Linked DNA regions of Mus musculus: region 2 is linked to region 1. Evidence: chromatin contacts called from public HiChIP or PLAC-seq data. All regions are on one chromosome and are shown on one strand. The core of a region is the stretch at or near the end of the contact, and the rest is flanking DNA. Distances in the headings are between cores, read along the strand shown. Region 1 has its middle 170 kb from the start of Gm15521. Region 2 has its middle 9.9 kb from the start of Gm26435.

Region 1 (4,337 bases), core at 1,574-4,073:
GCAAAGCAACCATGAAGGTTTATGAAGGGCATGATTGGTCAATCAGGCTTATCACGGTGATAGACCTAGTCTTCAGTACCCCCTTTTAAAATTAGTCATGTTTTCATTGCGGTGATGAAACTTAGGGAAGGGGGAGTTTACTTTGGCTCAGCAACTGAGAGTCGAGTCCATCATGGTGTGGGACGAGAGGGGAGGGTGTCACTCTAGCTGCGATGGCAGGAGTGAGAAGCAGTTGGTTCTGCTGCATCTTGAGTGAGGAAGCAGGGATGAATACATAGTATCTTATACTTTTATTTATATCTCCAGTCTGGCCCTATGGAATGTCAAATCTGCACACATTCAGATCCATATTGATGGTGTATCTTCCTTCCTCAATTAAACTCTAGAAATACCTCAAATACTTGCTCAGATATGTGTCGCCTTGGTGATTCCAAATCCAGTCAAGTTTATGATGAAGATCAGCCATTACAACATGCTTAATACATTCTGGATCATATTCTGGGTGCATTCTCCATACAGTAACCTGGTCAGTGCTGAGAACATGTAGTATATGCTCAGCAGATATTTCTTGGGCTCTGGTCATTTGTGTGCCATCAATGTCCCTATTACTATGCTGCACAATGTCCACCTTGTAGGTATGGAACTGTTAGTGACACTAGGCTGTTGCACTCTCCTGCTTCGGATGACCACCCTTCTTTTATTCTGCAACCTAAATGAAATCCAGCATACTGCCATTGGTGCAGGAGCAAAGAACCTATTCAATGGAACATAACAAAGAACTGCCCTCATTCTACCGAATTCTTCTTCAAGTAAGGAGGAAATATATGGTGAGTTCCAAGCCTTGATGGTTGTAATATAATCTTTTTTTGATATCGGAGGCTCCTTTCTTTCTGGAAACACATTGTCCTCATTTCACAGTTCCCTTGTATATATGTGTTGGCAGTGAGGATCCATTAAGTCAGTAGAATTGTATGAACATTCATTCAACCATGTGTTGAAGGGACTGCTGAGTGCCAGTCACCATTCTATGCAAAGGAGAAGATCCATGTCCAAGCATCCCAGGTCTTGACTTTGGGTACTTGGTAGTGTCAAGAGAAAGCTAGCTGCATAGACTGTGTCAGGGTGTATGAGAGCTGTGCTGAGGCATATTATTAGTACAGAGGACTGGACACGTTGACTTCTAGTTGGATTGCATTTCTTCCCCCTCTCCCTCTGGCTGTGTAAGGACCAGACATGCACTTGTAGAATGGGAGTGGATGGGGGCATCTAGTAAGAATGCTTATGTTGGGACTGGAGAGATGGCTCAGCGGTTAAGAGCACTGACTGCTTGCCCAGATGTGCTGAGTTCAATTCCCAGCAACCACATGGTGGCTCACAACAATTTGTAATGGGATCTGATGCCCTCTTCTGATGTTTCTGAAGACAGCGACAGTGTACTCAAATGCATAAAACAAATAAATACATCTTTAAAAAGAAAAGAATTTTTATGTCATCTATATAACAGGGTACAGACTGTCAGACTTCAAAAATAAGCAAGGGTGGGGAAATCCTTAGAAATACCTGGTCATTTTATGGTCAAAGGCTGCAGAAGGCAATTGTAAATGCACAATGATTGATCTCTTCCCATAGTGCTTAGTGTCATTGCCAACCATTTAGCAATTAATCATGGAGCAGAGTATTATGCAACGTCTAGAATTATTGGATCAGATTTTTGTTCATTTCTTACCTTGACGTCTAACGTTTTGCATGTGTTTCGAGTGCAGCTCAGCTAGAACTCCAGATACCAGAGGTTGTCTGCTTTTGTTCTCTATCTCCCACCGTGCCTATCATAGAGGCTGGCTCATAGTAGGTATTTAATCAATGCACTGATTAATTAAGTTCTTCTCCTGCCTGAGGCTCATCATGCTCCTGTGGTCCCAGAGAGCTAACAGCTGTCACCTGGGCCACCCTGGGCCACAGGGACAACACATATAAATGAGCATCATGTACTTTCCCTCCATAAGCAGTCTCAAGGCCCCCTGAGAGGCAGAGCCGATGTGAATTTTAAAGACATGTTCAGTGGTGGTTCCTTCTCTCTTTAGAGCCACTGGAGCGGCTCCTTCCATTGAAAATACAGGGATTTGTGCCGCGTGATTGTGCAGCTGGGGGCGGGCTGAGTCCGCAGTCATCAGGGGCTCAGCATGCTCTGAAGGGCTTTGTGCTCCAGGCGCTCACTCAGGCGGGCACCTGGCTCACTGGTGGCCAGATTGCAACTGCTTCTGCAAGTGACATTGCAATAATGGCTCTGCACCCTAGGAATACAGAGCTGAGAAAATGTCCTCTCCCTTCCTGCCCCCAGCGTCTCCCCAAAATCTCACAGTAAGGTTTCTTACTTAGGCAAAGTGATAAGTACACACACGGTTTTCTTTTCTATCTGTGAAGAAGTAAAGACCCATAAGTCACTGAGTGCCTGTGACAGACTGTGGACCTCCGCACGCTGGTGTCTAGTCCTAACAGGCTTTTTGGTAAACTAGTACTCCCATTTTACAGAAGAGGTGACCAAGTTTCAGATATTCTTAATAATCTATCTAGTGATTGCAGCAAGCTAACCATTACAAAGGATGGTAAAGTTTCACGTGCACACGCGTGCATGAGTGCCTCATGGATGTCTGCTTGTGTGTGTGTGTGCTTGTGCATGTATATAGGGCTGTCTCCGTATCAGAGCTTCGATGTCCCAACATTTACCCAACTTCCCCTTTAGCATCTATTCTAGCTCACCCACATTTCGAGCTGCACAGAGACTGCTCGCTCTGCTGAGCGGCCAGGTGGTGGCAGAGGCTGGATGGTGGCAGTTTTCTGGAGCTCTCAGAAATGTCGTCAGCAGTTCACTTATTATTCAGGATAACATCCAACAAAGTGACGACTTCTTTCCTTGCTATCAGTATCTCCTGCCAGCTGTTCACTTGGACTGGGGGAAGAGAGGGATTTCATTCTGAATTCACAAATGCAGCTAAACCTCCCTCCGAGATGAGCTGCACGGATTAGTGTTTATGGCACAGGACTGCTTGGCAAGCAAAGGCTCTGGGAGGGGAGGAGGAGAGAGCAGGAGAAAATAGCCCACCTCTGGGGACCCTGCCTGGGGGGCATCTATCTCTCCAAAGCAAGGCCTTCAAATCCACAGGAAACACAATATGTAATCTCCTGGCTATTAAACTACGGCTCTGGTGATGGACAAAGAGGCCCATTTGCTTTTCTGTGCAGAGGTGTGTCACTGTTGATGTCCCCGCCCCCTTCTCGGCATTTCTGCCTTCTCTAGCATCTCTGCCTTTTCTATCAGCTGGGCTACTCATGCAGAACATGTGTTGCTTCATGCAGATCCTGGAACAACCTGCACCTAAGGGTTCTGTCTGCACTCTCCAGAAGGGAAGACACACAGACAAGGCTAGAATTGAAGCCTGAAATCCTGGCTCCTATCCTCGGCCCAGACAGCTGTTTGGCTGTACTTGATGATGCAGGATCCAGTCAATGCTAAGCAGAAAGCTGGTCACTTGAGGGGCTACCCTGTCTGGCCCAGGTGCCTGTTTATATGATTAGGACCCTCCCCTATACCATTGTTCTCCCAGGCTGGTGTTGCAGACACAGGGTGGGGTTGGGGGAAGCATTTATCAAGATGGAACTAGATCACCCTTTCCCATTTCCTTAAATGTCAGGGTGTAAATCAAACTCCAAGCTTATTTGGAGCATGTGGGTGTTAGCGAATCAGACAAGGATAATGTGTTTCTAATCCAATGGCTTTCACCATGTGTGATTTACATCCTTGGATTGTTTCACGTGGTTTCTCTGGGTTTTCAGTTTGCTTGGTATTCTGCATCTGCTATGAGTTTTATTACCTCTGGCCATAGGGGACTACAGAAGTGTCACTTATCTCTGAAATACCAAGACACTAGGACGACAGCAATGATGACAAGAATGCCACTACGTAAATACCTTCCCAGACTGACACCTCAGTAAGGCCCAACTGTTTTATTAAACTTGAAAACAAATAAGCCTGCGCACTGAGTGGTGACATTTAGTTCCAATTCCGTAGTCCCCGATAATCAAAACTTATATATTCAACAACAAAACACACAATTTAAAAACTAGCCTAAGGACCCGAGTAGACATTTCTCTAGAAAGATAGGTAATTTTCCAATAAGCACATGAAAACATACTAATCATTAGAGAAATGCAAATCTGAAGCTACTTCACACACATTACGATGACTATTATTTAAAAACCAGAAAACGGCAGGCGTGAAGAAGTAGAGAAATCGGAACTCTCGTGCATGCAAATTCACACAGGATGTAAAGATGGCAGTG
Region 2 (4,737 bases), core at 303-2,802, 500 kb after region 1:
CTCTGGCTCCTGCATTTTGCTTTGATTACATATTCTTCTTAATTGACCTGTTTGCTTGCTGCATTCATTTTCCAAATTCATCTTTGCTTAGACATAGAAATCATCATCCTTACCCTTCTGATTTGCTCATCCCTGACCCCACCCTCTCCCGAAGTTAATGACATCAAACAGTTTACGAATAGCGTGACCAGTATAATCAACCATGCAAACCCAAATTCATCCGAAAGAGAAGGGAGAGTAATAATCAACCCAGTATTTTGACTGTAAATTGAGACTGTCCTGGGCAAACTGAAAACATATTGTCAGACTCTTCTATGTGGATGGATTCTACAACCTGCAACATGTATATGAACTGCTGGTATATAGCTTTCTTGGTTCCATGTGAACCTCAAACTAGATTTTGGAAGTTCAGTAAATATACAATCCAGGACTCAAAGGGAGCTTAAACCTGCATGGCGGTCTAGAGACCCTTTTTCAACTCTCTGCTGCCCCCACGTGGTACATGACATTTTCAGGAGCGGATTCCCACCTGCCTATTCTCTGTTCTAACAAAGACTGAGCAAGTAGCAATTATTGACGTCTCTGGGGAAGAGAATAAGTGAAGCAAAGGGGCTAGAGCAGTGATCTTGGGAAGCCAAGGCTGACCCCCATTATTAACAAACCTAGCATAACTCCCTCCTGTATCCCTCCCTTCCCAAGAGACACCGTTGTTCTGCTATTGCTCCCATTCTCACCATAAGAATGGAACAAGGGTCAAGCATATGCCAGACAGAGGGCTTCAAGAGAAGCATGGTGGACAGTGGGGTCAGGTCGGTTTTTTGAGACCCAAAAGACTTATAAGCTTCCCAGGAAAGGCTATGTATGAGAAGGCAGGTGGCTGGGGATGGGAGAGGGTAGGTGTGGACTGAATGGGACAGATTGGGAAGAAGCTGGATAAGAAAAGAGCAAGGCTGAGCAGAATCGGAGCTCAGGCAGAGTATCCCATGATCTGCAAGGCAGAGGATCAGTAAATAAATGGGACAAGTCAAAAGGCCACGGCAAGGGAAAATAACCACAAATAAGTGGGATTGTGGAAGAGATGTGGAAGTCGACTGTGTCTTTCACTACCACAAGCATTCCTGGACATGATAGGACTGGTATCCTCCACGGGCAAAGAATGAGAAAACACAGTGTACCCAACCACGCACTGGCCATTTAGAATAGATGCTCCAAATGCTTATATGGTTAAAATACCTTGAAAATAGAGGAACAGCTCTGCCTAATCTGACTCATTATTTGGCGCTAGAAGCCTAATGCAGCTGGTATGCAAAGAAGGAGAGACCAAAAGAGCCCATCCCATCTCTTACAGACTTCTTTCTTCCTCTAGCAAGCTCCAATTTCCTTCATCTTATCTGGCAACCTTAAGGGCTCCCACCCAGAGGGCAGTATGTATGTATCTCTGGGAAACACGGTATTCAGACCTCCTAAAAATGGCTGGCTTGTGAACGGCTGATAATAAACCTGCCAAATTCCGCATATGGCCCAGATCCCTCTCCTGTTCCTCCTTTCAAAGAGCCTGCTTTTGCTTCGAGTACTATCCGAGCTGTCTCTGCGGATTAGTGTTTATATGCAGCGAGTGCTGCAGTTAGTTAATAATGTCAAGATCATTGAGCCTCCCTAATGAAAGAGATACACAACATCAACTGTCATTTTAAACAAACATGCAATCAGGATAGCAGTGCTGGAAATATGAGCAGCCTAATTTCATGGAGGTGATGCGAGAGCCGGGCTGCTTCCCGGCGCTTCCACTGGCAAGCTCCATTTCACAGGATTTCAGGGGAAACGGTGGATTTTCACAAGAACCACAAAATTGTCGGTTCTGTGAAAAAGAAATTGCTTTAGCAGCTGGAATCCAGGAGGACAAATAGGTGCACTGATTATATCTTCATTGTTCACCAGAGCCACGGTGCTCAGCAAGTTGTAATTATGCCGTGAAGAGCTCGGTTCTGATAGTCAAGTCTTTCCCCATGTGCATATAAACAGTATTATTCTATTTGTTATCAAAGGCTTGCAGACAACCCTGCAGCATGCATGCATATATATATATATATATATATATATATATATATATATATATATATATATATATTCAATATATGCGAGCCTATAGAATCAGCTGTGGTCTGTGGTCTGTTTGGGCCAGAGAAAAGCCATCAACACACATATGTGTTCTGTCTGGTCCAGCTTTAACCCAAGGTGCTCAGCTCACTCGCCAGCACAGAAAGAATAACAGAAGAGAAATAGGGTAGAAAATAAAAATATGTATAAATTCATTAAATTACATAGAATGATAGAAAAGCTATGGACAACACAGAGTGGAGACACTACCCACTGAGGTTTGATTAATATTAATTAGTCACCTTCGAATGGCCTCCCAATATGCCGTGCAGCAGTCGTACCTTCCAGCTGAATTCATTTGCCAGTGATACTGGCATAGTTTTCAAACCCCAGCCCATACATGAATCTCTGGCAGTTGCCAAGGTCTTTGGTTCATTGGCATTGTTCATTAACTTCAAGTTTCTCTATTCCTAGAGTCTGACTCCTTCAGCCATCCTCTAGAGAGACAATCTGGATGCTTCTTTCCCCCCGTCTGTTTGCAGGTATACAGAACTCCTTTGAGTGTAAATGTTACCAGCCTTGACTGAGAGATGCCACTGAGCTAGGCTAGGGAATCCGACCTGGTATAATATTAAACCTGGTAAAAATGATAACTGTACAGAGCTAAGACTCCAGAGAATGCCTAAAGTTCTGTGAGGAGGCCCAAAGCAGGGACAGAAATGTGCAAATACATTCCCTTCATGGGGGTGGCCTTGCATGAAACTCATAAGTCAAGTTTCATATTTTTACTGTCCTTCTCAAAAAAATACATGACTCCTACACAAAGGAACTAGGAAGCCAAGATGGAGCAAGATAGATATTAGAAGCTTGTAGCCGTGCCATTAAGTCATGTAAACAGCTGTCTCTAACACATCAATAAGTTTAAGTGTCATACTTTTCCAATCCTACTATAAAAGAGAATGCCTTCCAGGTAAACAGCATGGCCAGCAAGGGAGAGTCTGTAACAGAATCCATCACTGGCTCTCCACAAGCAAGAACAACAAGATGACATGAAGAAGTGGGGACAAGAGGTGAGAAGAAGTGTGGAAGAGAAGGGCTTTTCATTTTCTTTTAAAGATGTTAATCTTTAAATATTTAGGAATTGTACAAGAAAAAGAATTTGGGGGCTATCAAGAGTTGCATATCAATGAGATTGAAATATTGAGAAGAAATAAATGAAACTGAACTGGTTAGTCCATGGAATTGTAACTGCCCATTTACACCTGCAAAAAAATAAGATGAGTTTAAGAAAAAAAATCAGAAAAAAAAATAAGGAGAAAATGAACCCAAGTCATAAGACTGGGGGTGGTAATGTTATTTAAAGTCCATTAGCAAAATTGGGGAAGAATGATATTTATATCCGGGGACCAAGAGAAATTAATAAGAAAAAGCATGCTGAGGTCATAGACAGCAATAAAAATCATGATTCAGAGAGAAGGCATCCTGAGATCACAGGTAGTAATATAACAAATGATTCAGAGGGGAAAGGAGATGCTGAGTTTCTAAGAAAGAGCCCTGGATGTCCAATGAGAAAACCAGAGTCCCACCTCTATATGTTATCTGGAAAACTACTCCACCTTGCTTTTCTTTGTGAACAAAAGAGAAAATTAGGTTAAGTTATCCTAACAAATTCTGTCACTAGACTTTATCACACATATGACGTGACCATTCCAGATGACCCAGAATCAAATAAATGTCCTGGTGGTGCTGAGAACTGGTGGGATGCTAAAGGCATCTTGACACAGGCTACGGAATTAGAAAGAGATCAAAGGTAGCCTGCTCTTAAAGTTGTGTCAAAGCTGAGTCCACACTGATTGGCTGCTGGGTAACTGAGTGTGCCTGAGACGCAAGTAATCGATAGGATGGTTAAGATCTAACACCCTCAATCATATCCCCTAAATCTCTGTGTTTCCTTTCACACAGATATAGTTTTCACAGAAGGGCCAATCTGGCACAAGACTTCTGCACGTAACCTCCTTTGGGGATAACGCCTACTTTTCCTTCATACGGAAGAAAGAAAGGATACATTCGAAAAGCGAGGTCAGGACAAGATGGTTGATCCCTCCTTACAGAACAAGTTACCTTCCAGAAAGATCTGGTTCTATTAGTGACTCTGTCTCTTTTCTGTCTCCCCACAAAGGTTTCTTCCCGCTAAGCAGTAGCCCCTCAGCCACCACTTTGTACAAAGGTGTCCTAGTGACTGCTCTGTGCTGGGATGAACACCATGACCAAGGCAACTCATAAAAGAAAGCATTTCCTTTTGCTTACAGTTCCAGAGGGTTTGGGCTCCATGATGGAAGAGTGAAAGAACAGCCTAGAGCTCACAGCTTCACCCACAAGAACAAGGCAAAGCCAGACAACTACGAATCCACCAGCTGGAGACCAAGTATTCAAATACACGAGCCATTCTTATTCAAACTACCACAACAGGACTGTGCTAGCCACAGAGGCAAGGCTAGGTGGGGTCGCAGAAAGAACGGTAAGCACACACACACACACACACACACACACACACACACACACACAAATCTGTTACCACTTAGCCCATTGATCCCATCAGAAGCAGATGCACAAGTGAAGGAGCTATGTTTTATTTGTGAC

Evidence for each region. HiChIP or PLAC-seq counts read pairs in DNA pulled down with a chosen protein or histone mark.
Region 2: a contact with region 1 is called in an H3K27ac HiChIP or PLAC-seq map of SST interneurons, with 8 times the contacts expected there. The contact joins two enhancer-like sites. A contact is called at or near these places in 3 of 484 Hi-C or Micro-C datasets (cerebral cortex, cortical neurons and forebrain) and 3 of 115 datasets of contacts at active chromatin or transcription factors (SST interneurons, astrocytes and embryonic basal ganglia).

The regions. Positions count from the first base shown.
Region 1 is chr9:29,800,333-29,804,669 of GRCm38.p6, forward strand. It overlaps a transcript of Ntm not described here. Among named protein-coding and RNA genes, the nearest start is that of Gm15521, 170 kb to the left of the region's middle. Within about 2 kb of position 2,824, at least 47 of the 459 cell types and tissues checked have an H3K27ac peak or open chromatin away from gene starts, as enhancers often do. A contact at or near this core is called in SST interneurons, where this site is marked.
Region 2 is chr9:30,299,554-30,304,290 of GRCm38.p6, forward strand. No RefSeq gene overlaps it. Among named protein-coding and RNA genes, the nearest start is that of Gm26435, 9.9 kb to the left of the region's middle. Within about 2 kb of position 1,553, at least 6 of the 459 cell types and tissues checked have an H3K27ac peak or open chromatin away from gene starts, as enhancers often do. A contact at or near this core is called in SST interneurons, where this site is marked.